Regions from separate parts of the Mus musculus genome. Here regions 1 and 2 are each linked to region 3. Evidence: chromatin contacts called from public Hi-C and HiChIP or PLAC-seq data. All regions are on one chromosome and are shown on one strand. Each heading gives the region's core, a stretch centred on a gene start, on an enhancer-like site or on the middle of the called end of the contact. The rest is flanking DNA. Distances are from core to core; before and after follow the strand shown.

Region 1 (4,831 bases), core at 1,113-3,612, 130 kb after region 3:
GAGGTGGGTCTATCCCTGGCCCAAAGTTCTCTGGTCTTGTTCCCTGTCTTCCTCTGCATTCCCTTACATATAAACCCCCCTTTTACATTACAAGAGTTATCGTGCCCATCTCTGTAGTCCATATCTTTGTGTACTTTTAGATGTATGGAGATATTTCTAGCGGTGGAATTTCTGTATCACATGTACAGACTTTTCTAACCTTTCCAGACACTGCCAAGCATACTTATCCAAGTTGTCCCTACCAAGACTCGCAGCATCAGTTGATAGTAGCCTCTTTTTCATTATGCTCAGCAATGTGGCATCTGAGTGTGGAGGTGGGTACGGGCCAGTGGATTTAGTGAGGGGCAAGTCTAGGATGGCCACTGATGTGGTGGACCATCTCTCCCTTCTCCCTCCATCTCTCTTAACTCTAACATGGACAAAGGAAAAAAATCACATCCAATAGAAGCCACTCTTCCTTTGATCTTGAGCTGTGCTGAAGACTGGTGACTTTGGAGTCCCTGTTGAATGGAGGCTGATGAGTACTGAATGTTGAATGATAGCACCTCTTCCTTGCTCCACAGGTTTTCTAGATGACCACTCCCTTTGAAATGCCTAGAAGAGGGTTCACATATCAGTGATATAGGCACCACAAAAGCAAGGCATGCAAAGTCCTGGCAAATCCTGTGTTTGGGTCTTGTCCTTTCTTGTTCAGAGTTTAGCGCCTCTGTCTGGGTGTCACTGGGGTGATTTGCATCTTGTTGTTGCTAAAGATCTCAGCCGTGGGTGTTTTGCAGTTTAGGCTCACTTCTGTTGGAGGAAGAAGAAATGGTACAATACAAACCGAGCAAGCTTGCTACAAAAGATGTTAATCCTTTGTTAATGAGGAATGATTTAGGACAACAACAAGTTAAGTCAGTGTCTCCAGGCAAGGTTTGCGATTGTGTTATCTGAGAAACAGAATGCAGAGATCTACTGAAGCAGATATACCATGCAATTTGGCTCTAGAGATTCTGGAAGCTACAGAGTTCCATGGACTACCACACTTAAGCTAGAGAAACAGGACAGCTCGTGGTGTAGTGTCAGTCCAAACCAGAGGAAGGACAGAAGGAAGGAGACAGCAGGTAGGACAGCTCCAACAGAGGAAGTGAATTCTTTCCTTTTTTGCTCTAACTAGCCATCAAGGGCCGTATATACCTATCTACATGCTACGCTTGATAATGTTAGCCTGCAGAGGTGAGAGCATCTTCTCTAGTCCATCTCATAAAACACTTGCCTTCTCTAGACATAGTGAGAAACAACCTTTTGTCAACTCTCTGGGCATCCCTTAACCGAGTCAAGTTCACACATAACAATTCAGTTCAAGCTGAGAAACCATGAGAGTGTCCAGTGAGGAGAATCAGTTCCTAACTTGTTAGCATGGTGAATATGGGGTTTTAAAGCTCAGGGCGTAGTGCCTGAAGAAAAGCCTGCCCTGCTGAGGAGGGGAAGAAGGCTGACGAGCAGCAGGTCGTTGTGAACATAAAGTTTCTGTCCAGTCTGATTGAGTGGGATTAACTCCGCATCTGGGACCTTGCAATCTCCTGTTGCTCTCATTTCCCTACCTCTTTGCTTTACTTCCTCACAGCCTCCTGGAACCCTGAGGAATTTATTAATGAGGTCCAATTATGAGAAACGTCAGGGTTTTAATCAACTTTGGATGTATGGCTGACGGGTCCCGCTCAGCCCCCTCTGAGAGAATGCACATTAAACAGGATTTGCTATGAATTACAGAGTTGATTTCCCTGCTGTTCGGCAATTTCAGTCCTATAGGCCCTTCCCCACCATCCATAGCACCCCCTCTCCCCCTCCTACCTCCTCTTCCTCCCCCACCCCCACTGTCACACAACAGCAGATTTCAGCTGACCCCCCTGTCCCCATTTTGAAACTACAGGATAAGCAGAAAGCTGCAGACTAGCAGCACTGGCTGGCTTCTGTCTCAGACCTCCCGTTCTTCACTTGTGGCTTTCAGCTAGGTGCTATGGAGAGACTTTTCCTGGCCATTTCCACCCTGCTCTCTGGGGTAAATAGCCTGTTTCCTCTTCCGGGCTATTTTTGAAGACAGATTAGAGACTTGACAAAAACACTTGGAATAACTCTTTAAGCAGGTTTTCCAGACACCAGCGGAAAGAAACAAAGACTTGGGTGAGAGAATAAGAGAATAATACTGTTCTGTTTACCATTCCTGATGCTTCAAACCTCACAGAACAAACTGTGGGTCCTTTCCGACCGACCATGGAAAAGGCAAGTTTCCAGGGCGTGGTCTCCTGTGCCTCCCTTTGCTCTGGGAGTTCCAGCCTCCCTTCTGCTGCTATGGGAATGCCACACGTGGTATTCTTTTGGTCATTTCCTCTCCTGGGAGAAGAAGGCCCGGCTCCACCCTGTGTGGTTTCACAAAACGATGCTAGGCTCCTGGGAGCCTGTGGCAGTGAACTGCTAACATCCTCCTAACTCCTGCAGGGGTAAAGAGCCTCTGCTCAGCTGATTAAACATTCTTCAAGGGAAGACTTTTAAAGGGACCATTGCACAGTGTGGCTAGGTTTTCCATAACCAAGCATTCTGTTTTTACACGGTGGGAGGTGCAGTTTTTGCTTTGTATTTAAATGAAATGAAGTAGGTTAGAAGATTGGCTTACAGAGGTGGGAATTTCAGCTGCTAAATAGTGCATTGATTAAAACTAAAAAAAAAAAAACGAGCAAAAATTATGTTAGGCACAAAGGCAACAAACCTCGAAATGTCACCAATTCCTCCTGATTTTCCTGTGTTTTGCTCTTCTCTGCATTTCAGATGATTTATATCTTCCCTGTATGTTTTATGGAAGCACTGTGGCATGGAGCAACATTGTTTATTTCTCCTTAGGGACGTTGCTGTCATGATGGACATTTGATGTTGGCCATGTTGGAAGCTTTCCTGTGTTTGAAACTGACAAATGTTACAAATCAGGGTTTGACCTATTTATTCGTGTATGGCTTGTCTGGAATCTAGATTTAGGAAAATGATGGAGAAAGTGTGGGAAAATCTGAGTTAAAACTTTATGTCTACAGCTGAGCATGGTGTCTCAAGCCTGGAGCGCTAGCACTTGGGATGGTGAGGCAGGAGGATTGCAAATTCCAGACCAGCGTGGGCTGCATAGCAAAAGCTCATCTAATTTATTTTAAAAGTCTGATGACAGGAGACGTTTAGGGGATCAGAAAGGGGATGTTGGTGGCCAAGTGAGGATAGTAGGGGGGTGGGGTGGGATATAATCAAAATGTATTACATGTCTGTGTGACAATAGCAATAAAAGAGGTGTTCCTGGTAACTAGCTTTAATTTGTGCATTTACAGTTGAGTCGCAGCCAAAACTGAGAAAATATCAATTCTGTTCTTGAAAGCTCTTGATTTTTTTCAAGGAAGTCAGTTGTGTCTCCAGCCTGTGCTGATTCGTGTTCTTCTTACCTAGAGAAAATGAGCACCTCAGAGTCCCATCAGAACTCTCCCCGGTGAGCTGGTTGTTAGACAGCTCCCAGACCTCCACCGAAGGGAAAAATGGCCTTTGATGTCATGGGGGAATGTCTTATCTCTTTTTTCTGGTTGTTTCTCTGTAATAGGCTTATGTTCTTAAGTCCTGATAGTCCAAGAGGCTGAAGCCACATGTATTAGGAACTTCAAAGGTCGTGCTGCCCAGTCTCCCTTCACCAGATGGCCTGGAAGAAGGTGCTTTCTCTATTTAGTCCCAGCTGGAAGATGCTATGAAGGACGCTGGTGTGACTTGTGTGACGTGGCCAGGAGAGCAGATTTCTCCCCTAGGCTCAATGACAGCACATAGTAGCTGTGTACACCAGCTATGTGAGTCTTGTTAAGACCATGTCTGCGGGGGGATGGGAGTGGGCCCATGCTGCTAAAAGGAAGAGGTGCTTTGGTAGATGAAGTGAGAGTCTTTTGGCCAAGTGAGTTTAGGCTCATCATTTTATTGTTTGAGTTTCAGTGAACAGAGAAATATTGTAGTCCATCTCATTGGGTTCTTGATTAAGTCAAATAAGGCGCAGGTTTACCTTAGTTGGGGGTTACCATTGTTGTCGTAAAACACCATTACCAAAAGGCAAAGGATAATATATATATTTCAGCTTCCGTTCCCATGATCATCACTGAGATAAGTCAGGGCAGGAACTCAAACAAGCCAGGAACTTAGAAGCAGGAGCTGATGCAGAGGCCATGGGGGGATGCTGCTTACTGGCTTGCTCCTCATGGCTTATTCAGCCTGTTCAAAGGACAAGCTGGTGGGGGACATAGTCTCTCTTCTAAAATGTCTCTGGCTTGTGTCACGTTTACATACACCAGCCAGCACAACGTAGTATTTCACATACAGAAATTCTCCGATTTATTGCTATTATAGCGTTAAGTTCAGGTGACATTTCCTAGACCACAAGTTTTGATAGGGCAAGCGTCTTCCCAATGTTTACACCAGTTTTAGCATCCCATGCAGTTTTTTTTTTTTTAACATAATGGGCAAAATCCCCATTTAACCATTAACATGTTTACTTAAGAGCTCCTATAAACCAACTATTCTCATTCCCCATTAACACAAGAATGGGAATCACATTCTTGGTCTCACATGTTATCAAGAAATTCTGAATATATATATATCCATCCTTGACTAGCAAGTAAGAATGTGTAACTGGGAAACCCTAATGTTTTCCTGTCTACAAACCAAGCAACGATAGATAGTAAGAGTCCTCTGTGATCTTTGATCTAGGACATGCTTGCAAATTTAGTCACCTGCTGGAAACATTTCCCATTGGTTTATTTTTGAGGAGGTTGTTCTTTTACTGCTT
Region 2 (4,682 bases), core at 1,601-4,100, 150 kb after region 3:
AAAGAGAGAGAGAGAGAGAGAGAGGGACAGGGTATGCTCAATAGTAGAACAGTTTGCCATTACTTAATTTCTTCTCTCATCTTCATAAATTTCAATCCACAAATACAACTGGCCCACTGTTGTGAACAGTCATTTTCCAGAAGAGGAAACAGATACAAGACCCATGAGAATAATTGAAATCTAGTCTGGATAAACTTAAAACAAAAAACCTACAATGACATCTATATATAGATCAGACGAATAAAAAATTAAAAGGTAGCAAATATCAATTATTGAGAGTAATATGGAGCAGTGGAAGGTCAAAAATTGCCTTGAGGAATGGTTCGATCACTGTGCAAAACAATCTGGCATCAACTAGTAAGACTGAATGTATGCATACAATATGGCCTAGAAATTTTTCTCCTATGTATCCCAGAGAAAGTTCTATTAAAAAATCATTCAAAAAACATGTTCATAGAAACATTACTCTCGTGAGTGAAAATCTATATGTAATCCTAATAGCTATCAACAGCTGGATCCGAAAAGGTCAAGGGCACACACACTACTGTGTGCACACACACTACTGTGTGCACACACACTACTGCAAACAGTGACCATGAGTGAGGGTTCTGTATTTCGTCTCTCACTCCAGCTATCTATCTATCCACACACATCTGAACATCTCTATGTGCACACACATGAATGGTGAATGATCTAGAACCAGAAAAGGAAATTACCGAGCCAAAGACCCAAGGTGCATTCAAACTGATATGACCATAGATTGGAAGCACAGAGAAAAAAACATACTGAATGACTCAAACTTGAAAAAGATGTTAGAGACAAGACAAAGGAAATGGCATGTCTGGAGAATAAGGACCACTTAACATTGTGCTTTTAAAAACAAGAGAATGCTTAGTGGATGTCTTCTGCAGGCATGAAAGTGACAGATCAAAAAGGCTCATGTAAGGCCCTCTGCAGGAGTCAGAGCAGTGGAGGGATGCAGGGATGTCGTTCTGCAATTCTTGAGATAGGGCATGCTTAGTATGCATGATTTAAAAATAATAAACATTTTTAAAAGTTAGACTAAAAAGTATAATAAATATGGCTACAATAATATTTTACTACAGATATTGACAAAATAAGCATGCATTACTAGAAAACGAAGGGTGAGATTAGCTGGAACAAGTGAATCTTAGTTCAAATGTGGGCTCAGGGAATTGGTTGGAGAAGCCCAGCGTACATCAAGAGAAACGATTTGGTAAGAGTATTTGTTAAAGCACAGCATTCATCCTGGCTCAAATATAAAGCTGAAATAATTGTAGGGAGCACAGAGAGAATTTTAAAACAGATTCCAGGGCCTCGAGACAGACACACAGGCACATAGACATCTTGACACGAAGTATCAGCAGCTCGCACTCATGTTGTCTTTACAACTAGGAACACTGCTGTTGAGCTCATTTTAACTCCTGATAGGTCAATGATTTCAACATAAAGCAAAATTATAATTATACAACTGCCAGTACTTAAACAACAGCTCCTTCAGGGTGCTTGACTTCTGCAGCAGCCCATGATCACTCCACTGTGGGCTTCCTTCCACAGCAGTGTAATACCTTTTCCCATCATTCATTCCTAATAGGAGGTCTGGGTTCAAATTCATTCCCCACTGGTGGTAGGTAGCTTGATTGATAGATAAAATACAGAACACTCACTCGTTTTCACTGTTTGCAGCATTGTATGTGGTCCAGCTGTTGGTGGCTATTAGGATTTCATACAGATTTTTCATTAATGAGAATGATGTCTCTACGACCATGCTTTATAGCTCATTGAAAGCTTGGTCCTAGTCTATCGTATCCACTATTTATCTAGCAAGAGAGTACCTGACACAAAAGAGGTGCCCAATAATGAGTATTTGTAAAGTTCAAACACTTATGGTCAAATAAATGGGTATAGACTTGGCATGAAGTAGGTCTTTGAAATAAATATTGTAAAAGAGAAACCATAGAATCAAATAATGGAAACTACTGACTACACCACAACAAACAAAAAAACTGAATGGCAGAGGAGAGGCAAAGTGGCAACAAGAGGAAAAATGTGTGAAAATGTCCAGCAAACTGTACAAGACCTGTGCAAGATCAAGCCAGTCAGCATTCTAGCTTGGAGAGAGGGCGGGGCTTATGATTCCCTGCCTCTAACTGAGGAACTATCAAGTTATGGTTTCTGAGAAATGAAGAGTCAGTTTTCTTTAAAAGTGTGGTCGCTGTGCTCTGGTGGGTGACCCTGTAACAAGAGAATATAGGTAGCATGTGCAAATCAAGCTTAGTGATATAGATATAGATATAGATATAGATGATAAAGCTATAGATATGGACATATAGGTACATAAATTCATAGGTATATAGATATATAGATTCATAGGTATATAGATACATAGATTTATAGGTATATATATCTATATAGCTATATAGGTGTATACATATGCATATAGATTATCACACATACATACATTTGTGTATATGTATATACATGTATATTATATATGTGTGTGTATATGTATATATATATGTGTATATATATGTGTGTATGTATGTGTGTATTCTATATGTGTAAATTCTTAAAATGAACAAAATATATTTAAAACATCCAGTAAAGAGTTACTGTCCCTCATTGACAGGTGGCTCTTATAAATCTATGACAAAAAGATGACCAAAGACTGTGCTTGTTAGCCCCACACATGCTCCTCATCTCCACAGTCTTGTTTGCAGCGTTGTCTGGGTTTGGATGGGTAGCTCTTGCTCAGCATCCGTACGCAGTTGCAGGCTGTTATTAATGAGGGTGCGCACTCGCTGGGAAGGCTTCCGTCACCGCCCGCCCGCCTGCAGCTGCTTCCGGCTGCTCACTGCAAGCTGCTGTGGTTTTACTGAACTTCGAGTCTCACCCAGCAGAGAGACAAGGTCCCGGCAGAAGCACTCCGCCAGGCAGAGTTTCAAAGGGACCCGCCGGACCGTGTGCAGCTAAGAAGGCGGCTCAGAAGTCACAGACACACTCCTGTCATCGTCGTTGTCCAGTTAAGCGTACGGTTCAGATCCAAGGAGAGACTCAAATGCTCCTTCCTCAATGCAGAGACAGCATATGCAGCCCAGAAAGGAACAGCATGGGTGGCAGCGGCCATCTTTGTAGGCTACCCTCTCTCCCACCCACTGCTTGCTTTCTGTGCTGTGCAGGAAACACAATTCAGATTTCACCTTCCAAGAAGGCCCGACTTTTTTTTTTTTTTTAAATACATTTACTAAAACCCATTTGGTGCTCAGTGGCTAATGTGCTTTCTTTTAAAGTCAGACGTATTTCTTTCAAAACCAGCTTGTTTCTGGCGATCTGTAGAGATTTGCCGTTTCAAAATGAGTGACCTTGACGCACACCTCCAGGCTCAGCCGTAAGACATGGTGCACAGGGTACTTTCCCTCCATCTTTGAATTGGACCCTGCGGTTACTGAGTTATGGGAAATAGTGCCATGATTGCTTGCCGTGTGTGTGTGCATGATCGTGTGTATGTGTGCTCACATGCTAGGGAGCCAGGTGCCACTGGGTTTTGGATTAGGAAGCTGGCTTTGCATCTATTTGAATGCTTGAGCAGCCCAAAGGGTTCTTGTGCACAAGCCCTGCCTTGGCTAACTCCTGTTATTATCTTGCTATGGAAGGTCATGCCAACTGCTTAATTACACGGAAAGTTATGAAACAGCCCAGGCAGCAGAACACTGATCAGCTGTGGACTCCTAAAGGAAAATAAACCCTTCTTGCAGCCAGGATGGCTGCGAGCCACCAGGCGTGTCTGTCCGTCCATGCCTGCATGTATAGCTCCCTTGTATAAAAGGGGTGCCCATGGCTGGGCAAAGTCCTGGATTCACCTTTCTAACAGGGTTATGGGTCATAACACAATAGAACCATTTTAATCAGAGCGAGATTATATCTGAGCACTTCTAGTCCGACTTTTCCTTTCATTGAATGTAAACAATTAAACCTCTCTTGGAAGCTTTCCTGTTCACTCCACAGCACGCCGCAAAATAGCCATGCCGAGCACTGAGACGGGCATTATTAAAGAGAGCCAGCTGCTGCAGTTTCAGGCCCATCTGACTTACCTGCCCTTCAGCCATCACCTCCGAGGGGAAACTGAGTTTATGGAGGAGCGGGCTCTTCCGGTTTAGTCTGTCAGGTGCCTGCCAGGCTTGGCTTCATTCTCACCTTAAAAGCACTCAGATTTTGGATTTTTACACATTGCTTTGTTTTATCTGCCTTCATGGAGAAGACGCCAAAAGAGGCCTTTGTGGTAATTAGAGGCTGAGGGGAAAGCAGACTTCTCGAGAAAGAGAAGGCATTTCTGTGCTGAAGAGCCCTTTTCACCGGAGCAAGCAGGATCCTCTCTACTTCTACAGGAAGCAGCTTGCCCACTGCAGAGGGGTGGGGTTCCCTCGGATTTCTCTGAAAGCATTTGGAGAAGGAAAAAGCCAGGCTCCAATGCCAAAAGACAACTTTAACCCTCCACTCGCAGAGCCCAAGGTCAACCAAAGGTCACAAGAGTACTGCTGAAATCCGAAATCCGCGGGCTGGGGAGCTCCCTCGGGGCTGCCTCTGATGCTGCAGGAATCGATAGCTGAGATCCACTCCCTAAAGGGCTCACTTGTTGGCCTGTGACGGATGAAGTGGTTCGA
Region 3 (4,933 bases), core at 1,056-3,555:
TCTTAAGTCTAATTTCAGCATTCTCCCCAGTACCCATCCTTTTGGGAAGGATAGATATAGTCTTTGCATGGCGATCAGGTGTATCTTAGTCAACAAAAACTTATCAAGTGCCTGCACAGTACCACGCAGCTTTTGTGCAGTCACGGTGTAGTAATCTCTCAGGCCTTACCAGACCTATTTTGAGCAGCCACGTAAAATTTGCCAGCAGTTTGCTGGGTTAGTAATTCAGTCAGTGCCCAAAGCAGCAGATTGTCTTTGAATGATACTGACTAACCCTGTCCATCTTCTCTGCCCTGAGCATCATGCCCTCACATGGAGGTCAACAGAGGCTTGCACTCAATGCACTGGCTTTCTCCAGTCCACAAGGGCAGACGTTACAGCCCTGGTGTTCTGGTGTGATACTTGCATTCATATATTTTCCTTTCTTTGCAAACTGAATAATCCACATTCATCTTTTTAGCAAATCAGTTTCAGAAATTTAACCCTTCCTTCCTCTAAAGAGGTTCACATGTTTAAGGAAGAAAGGAATGGAGCAAAGATGCCAAGAAACTCTTTGCTTTCTAAAGCCCTCGATACCCAGTTTTAGGCTAACGAACATGAACAGCTTCAACTGCAAAGGATGTAATCCTGGAGGTTGTCCACTCCTGAGAATAGAGGGCACCTTACTTATTCTTCATGTTCAGTGCTACACTCTGCTGTTAGCATCCAGTAGGACTCATGCAAGTCTATTGGAGAGGGAAGAACGGAAGCATTCAAAACTCAACGGTGAAGGAACAAAGTGAATTCAAAACAGTGTTTCTTTTCCTGGGTGACCTGTCACACGTGCGAAGGCCATGGGTAAAAGCCATTACCAATTCATTTCTTCTTATTAATTAAAATGTAACTTAAGTCAAAATGGGAACATAGCCCCCGGCATTGGGCTCCAAGTAGAGACAGGCTCCAGTCCATATGGTGGAGTAAAGAGACTTTACACTACAGCTCTGGACATTGGCTTTTAATCCCTCCCTTATATGCATGTCACTGAGACAGAAATAATATCATAAAATAGTCACTTAACCAAATGACCTGAAGGACCAACTAGTCCAACCCAAGTCTGGTTTTACTCGAAACAGTGATAAGCCAACTTCACTGTGCTTGAAAATCTGCCCTAAGTATCCATGTCCCACTTTTGTCTTCTGCCAACCACGAGCAGATTACTCAACTGGTCTGTACACTGACTTCCTTGTGTATGAAATATACAGCTGAAAGGTTCTGATAGCACCTGCCTATAGGGTTAATGAGAGGAGTGAATGCTTGAAATACACAGAGATTTAATGAGACATGAAAGACACTACAAGGTCTGAGCCATTACACTCCTCAATGAAGTCGTATCTACAGGCTCTTGCGATATCACTTTAGAAACAAAAGATTGGTATTTCTTTTTACTCTTTGGCTATCAGTATTAAAGTCTGCATTGTCTACAAAGGCATCCATTTGCCCTAGACTATTTACAGAGTATCTGCTATTATCCCCAGATAGATGGGACTAGAGGCTCTTCATCCAGTAGAGTTAAAATAACAATAGGGACTCAGTAGGTCATAGAAATGACAGCCCCATCATTTGTCATTTGCAAAGCAGAGTCTGTGGCAGAGGTTCTCTCCTTCCTGATGCTGCTGTCCCTTTAACACAGATCCTCAGGTTGTGGGGACCCCCAACAAGAAAATTATTTTTCTTGCTACTTCAAAGCTGTGGATTTGCTACTGTTAGGAACTGTAATGTAAATATCTGTGTTTTCTGATGGTTTTAGGTGACTCTGTCAAAGGGTTGTTTGACGACAAAAGGATGGAGACCCACAGGTTGAGAACCACTAATCTATAGGTATCCATTCACTGTATGCGGTGGGTAATAGGATCTCATTTATTTTCTTGAGGAGATTCTATTTACCCTGTGGACTGGATTGAGATTTGAGCCCTCTCGGGATCTCTTCTGCCGATGCAGGCACTGAGTTTTCGTTCTCAGTTGCCTTCCCTTGTCCATAGTTGAAGCCCATGAGTGCTCTGTAGTTGGGGCTTATCGATGAACCTGCCATCAGGAACCCTTGGAACCTGCTCATGTTGGTCCCTAAATCCACTTCTGCTTGCTAACAAACAAGTTTCTTTGGTCAGCTTTCCATTGGCTGTTTAAAACAATACATGTCCTAATTAGCTTTTAAAGAGGAAAGGTTTGCTGTGGGGACACATTGCTTTCGCACTTGGGGAAGTGTGCCTGATGGCAGCCAGAGGTAGGGGAAGAAAGCTGGGCAGAGGAAACTGCAGGCCTCGTGACCAGGAAGCAAAAGAGGAGGGAGGGACCAGGATGTGTGGGCCTTTGAGGATATTCAGCATCCAAGCTCTGACCTACTACCTTCCCGGAGTTGCCTTCTCACAGCCTCACAGTGTTGAGAAGCGATTTAAAACCAGGCTTGCTGCCCACATAAACAGTATACTGCCTATTTTTTTAAATCATTTTTTCTTGTTTACTGTTAACTTATGGGAAAGCCCTTCTTTTTTGTTTGTTTGTTTTGGTTTGGTTCGGTTTTTTTTGTTTTGTTTTGTTTTTTAAGAACCATTTCTTCTTTCTTTCTCTTTCTCTTCCCTTTCCTCTCTCTCTCTCTCTCTCTCTCTCTCTCTCTCTCTCTCTCTCTCTCTCTCTCTCTCTCTCTCTCTTTCTTCCTTTTTTCGAGACAGGGTTTCTCTGTATAGCCCTGGCTGTCCTGGAACTCACTCTGTAGACCAGGCTGGCCTCGAACTCAGAAACCCACCTTCCTCTGCCTCCCGAGTGCTGGGATTAAAGGCGTGCGCCACATATGGGATGGCTTACACGTTTGGAAAAATAACAAGTTTCTCATGCCAGGATGCCTTCCTCGCTACCTGTGAAGACTTGATAGAATTTTAACTAAATGTTGCTAGTCTCAGAGTTCCTTAAATGCCAGTGTGATGGTACTGAGGGACTTGTGTCCTTTGGGACACAAAAAACTGACATAGATACTACCTTAATGCCTGAGGAGGGACAGGTTCTTCTGTTTGTTTGTTTTTTGTTTTTGTATTAAAATTTTACTCTATGGGGGGGACTGAAACTGACTTTACATTTAATCAATTAGAGAAGAAGTTACATATAGAAGTTTACAAGTAAAAATATATATCTATGTATGTATGGGCTCCATAGGCCCCATAACTGTCTAAAACTGTATGTATATGCCTATATCACTATAAATTATGCTTGTCTCATTACGTATACTTTGTATACACACATGGAAAATATTCCAAAGAGGCTGTTACTAAGGAATGCACTCAGTTCAAGCTTGAACAATCAACTGGAATAATCATAGATAGAATAATTATCTTAAAGGTCTCAAGAGTTTAAAACAACAATACTACGAAGAGAAACCTGGCCCAGGAACATATTTGAGGAAGAAGGAACAATCCACAACCATTACAGAGAGCCTTTTGTTCACCAGGTTGACTCAGACAGTTCCAGAAAGGGGCACCTTGCTGATTAAGGCAGTTCCAGCAGGATGCAGCCAGGGCATCTCCAAAAGGAAGAAAAGACACCGCTCATGGAGAACCAAAATGAAGGGCTTTGCTTGTGGAGTCAACTGTAAAAAGGATACCTATAAAATGAAATAGGTTAGAAAGAACACACACACATACACACACACACACACATACACACACACATACATACACACACATACATACACACACACACACAGACACACATAAACATACATACATATACACACATACACACAGACACAGACATACACACAGACACACACACAGACACACACACAGACACACACACAGACACATACACACACACACACACACATACATACACACACAGACACACACACACAGACACACACACATACACACACATACATACACACACACAGACACACACATACATACACACACAGACACACACATATGCATCAAACAGTCATGAAAAAGAAAGTTGGAAGACTCACACTTCTTGATATCAAATCCAACTCCTGAGTGACAGTAATCAAGACAGTGTGGTATATAAATACAGCAAATAGATCTGTGGAAGGGACAGAGACTCTAGAAACCAAGCTTCACATTAGAATTAAGTCACTTTTAACAAGGATCCTTTAGAAAATTAAATGGAGAGAGACATTATTTTTTTATAAACGATTCTAGAATAACTGGATAGTAACATGCAAAAAAAAAAAAAAAAAAAAAATGAAGCCAGACCTCTGGCTGCAGCGACAGAAATTGACTCCAGTGGATCAAAGACCTAAGCATAAGAGAAAAAACAAACAACCCCCAGAAGAAGACACAGCAGGGCTACAACTTGATTAGATGTGGTGATGATTTCTTAGATATGACACCAAAAAACACCGGCAATAAAGGAAAAAAATAGTAAGCTGGACTGCACTATAAATCTAAAAGCCTGTGTTTCCAAGGATGCCATCTGGAAAGAAAAGAAACCCCAATAAAGAACTTGTATGTAGAGCACAGAGCGTTCGTATAGTCTAATAATAGAGAAACAGAAGCTCAACTTAAAAATGAGCAAAGGATTAAAATGGACATTTCTCCAAAGACGATATACCTGTGGCCGATGATCGCACGAAAAGGTGACTCACATCATCACTAACCATTAACGTGGTGGTTCTCAGCCTTCCTAACACTGCTACCCTTTAATATAGTTCCTCACATTGTGGTGATCCCCCAACCACAAAAGTGTCATTGCTACTTCATAACTGCAATCTTGCTGCTGTTATGAATCATAATGTAAATATGTGTGTTTTCCGATGGTCTTGGGTGACCCCTGTGAAAGCATCATTTGACCCACGAAAAGGTCACAGCCCACAGCTTAAGAAATACGTCACTAAGGAAATGTAAGTGAGCAGAACTCTATACCTACTATAATACATATATAGTGAACA

What was found. A called contact is a pair of places that touch in the nucleus more often than the background predicts. HiChIP or PLAC-seq counts read pairs in DNA pulled down with a chosen protein or histone mark.
Region 1: a Hi-C map of bone marrow-derived macrophages shows a contact between it and region 3, with 23 read pairs. The contact joins two enhancer-like sites. A contact is called at or near these places in 10 of 39 promoter capture datasets (the 3T3-L1 cell line, 3T3-L1-derived adipocytes, the HPC-7 cell line and 6 more), 12 of 484 Hi-C or Micro-C datasets (the Patski cell line, bone marrow-derived macrophages, cumulus cells and 8 more), 12 of 115 datasets of contacts at active chromatin or transcription factors (CD8 T cells, astrocytes, bone marrow-derived macrophages and 7 more) and 3 of 9 other capture datasets (adipose tissue, embryonic stem cells and embryonic tail).
Region 2: a contact with region 3 is called in an H3K4me3 HiChIP or PLAC-seq map of bone marrow-derived macrophages, with 5 times the contacts expected there. The contact joins two enhancer-like sites. A contact is called at or near these places in 11 of 39 promoter capture datasets (the 3T3-L1 cell line, 3T3-L1-derived adipocytes, the C10 cell line and 8 more), 16 of 484 Hi-C or Micro-C datasets (B cells, CD4 T cells, the CH12 cell line and 11 more), 15 of 115 datasets of contacts at active chromatin or transcription factors (CD8 T cells, the HPC-7 cell line, astrocytes and 10 more) and 2 of 9 other capture datasets (adipose tissue and liver).

The regions. Positions count from the first base shown.
Region 1 is chr13:111,952,354-111,957,184 of GRCm38.p6, forward strand. No RefSeq gene overlaps it. Among named protein-coding and RNA genes, the nearest start is that of Gm15322, 40 kb to the right of the region's middle. RefSeq lists an enhancer at 547-3,218. Within about 2 kb of position 2,363, at least 39 of the 459 cell types and tissues checked have an H3K27ac peak or open chromatin away from gene starts, as enhancers often do. A contact at or near this core is called in bone marrow-derived macrophages, where this site is marked.
Region 2 is chr13:111,975,066-111,979,747 of GRCm38.p6, forward strand. No RefSeq gene overlaps it. Among named protein-coding and RNA genes, the nearest start is that of Gm15322, 18 kb to the right of the region's middle. Within about 2 kb of position 2,851, at least 92 of the 459 cell types and tissues checked have an H3K27ac peak or open chromatin away from gene starts, as enhancers often do. A contact at or near this core is called in bone marrow-derived macrophages, where this site is marked.
Region 3 is chr13:111,822,081-111,827,013 of GRCm38.p6, forward strand. All of the region lies in intron 1 of Gm41060 (a long non-coding RNA gene), which reads left to right. Among named protein-coding and RNA genes, the nearest start is that of Gm41060, 4.7 kb to the left of the region's middle. Within about 2 kb of position 2,306, at least 3 of the 459 cell types and tissues checked have an H3K27ac peak or open chromatin away from gene starts, as enhancers often do. A contact at or near this core is called in bone marrow-derived macrophages, where this site is marked.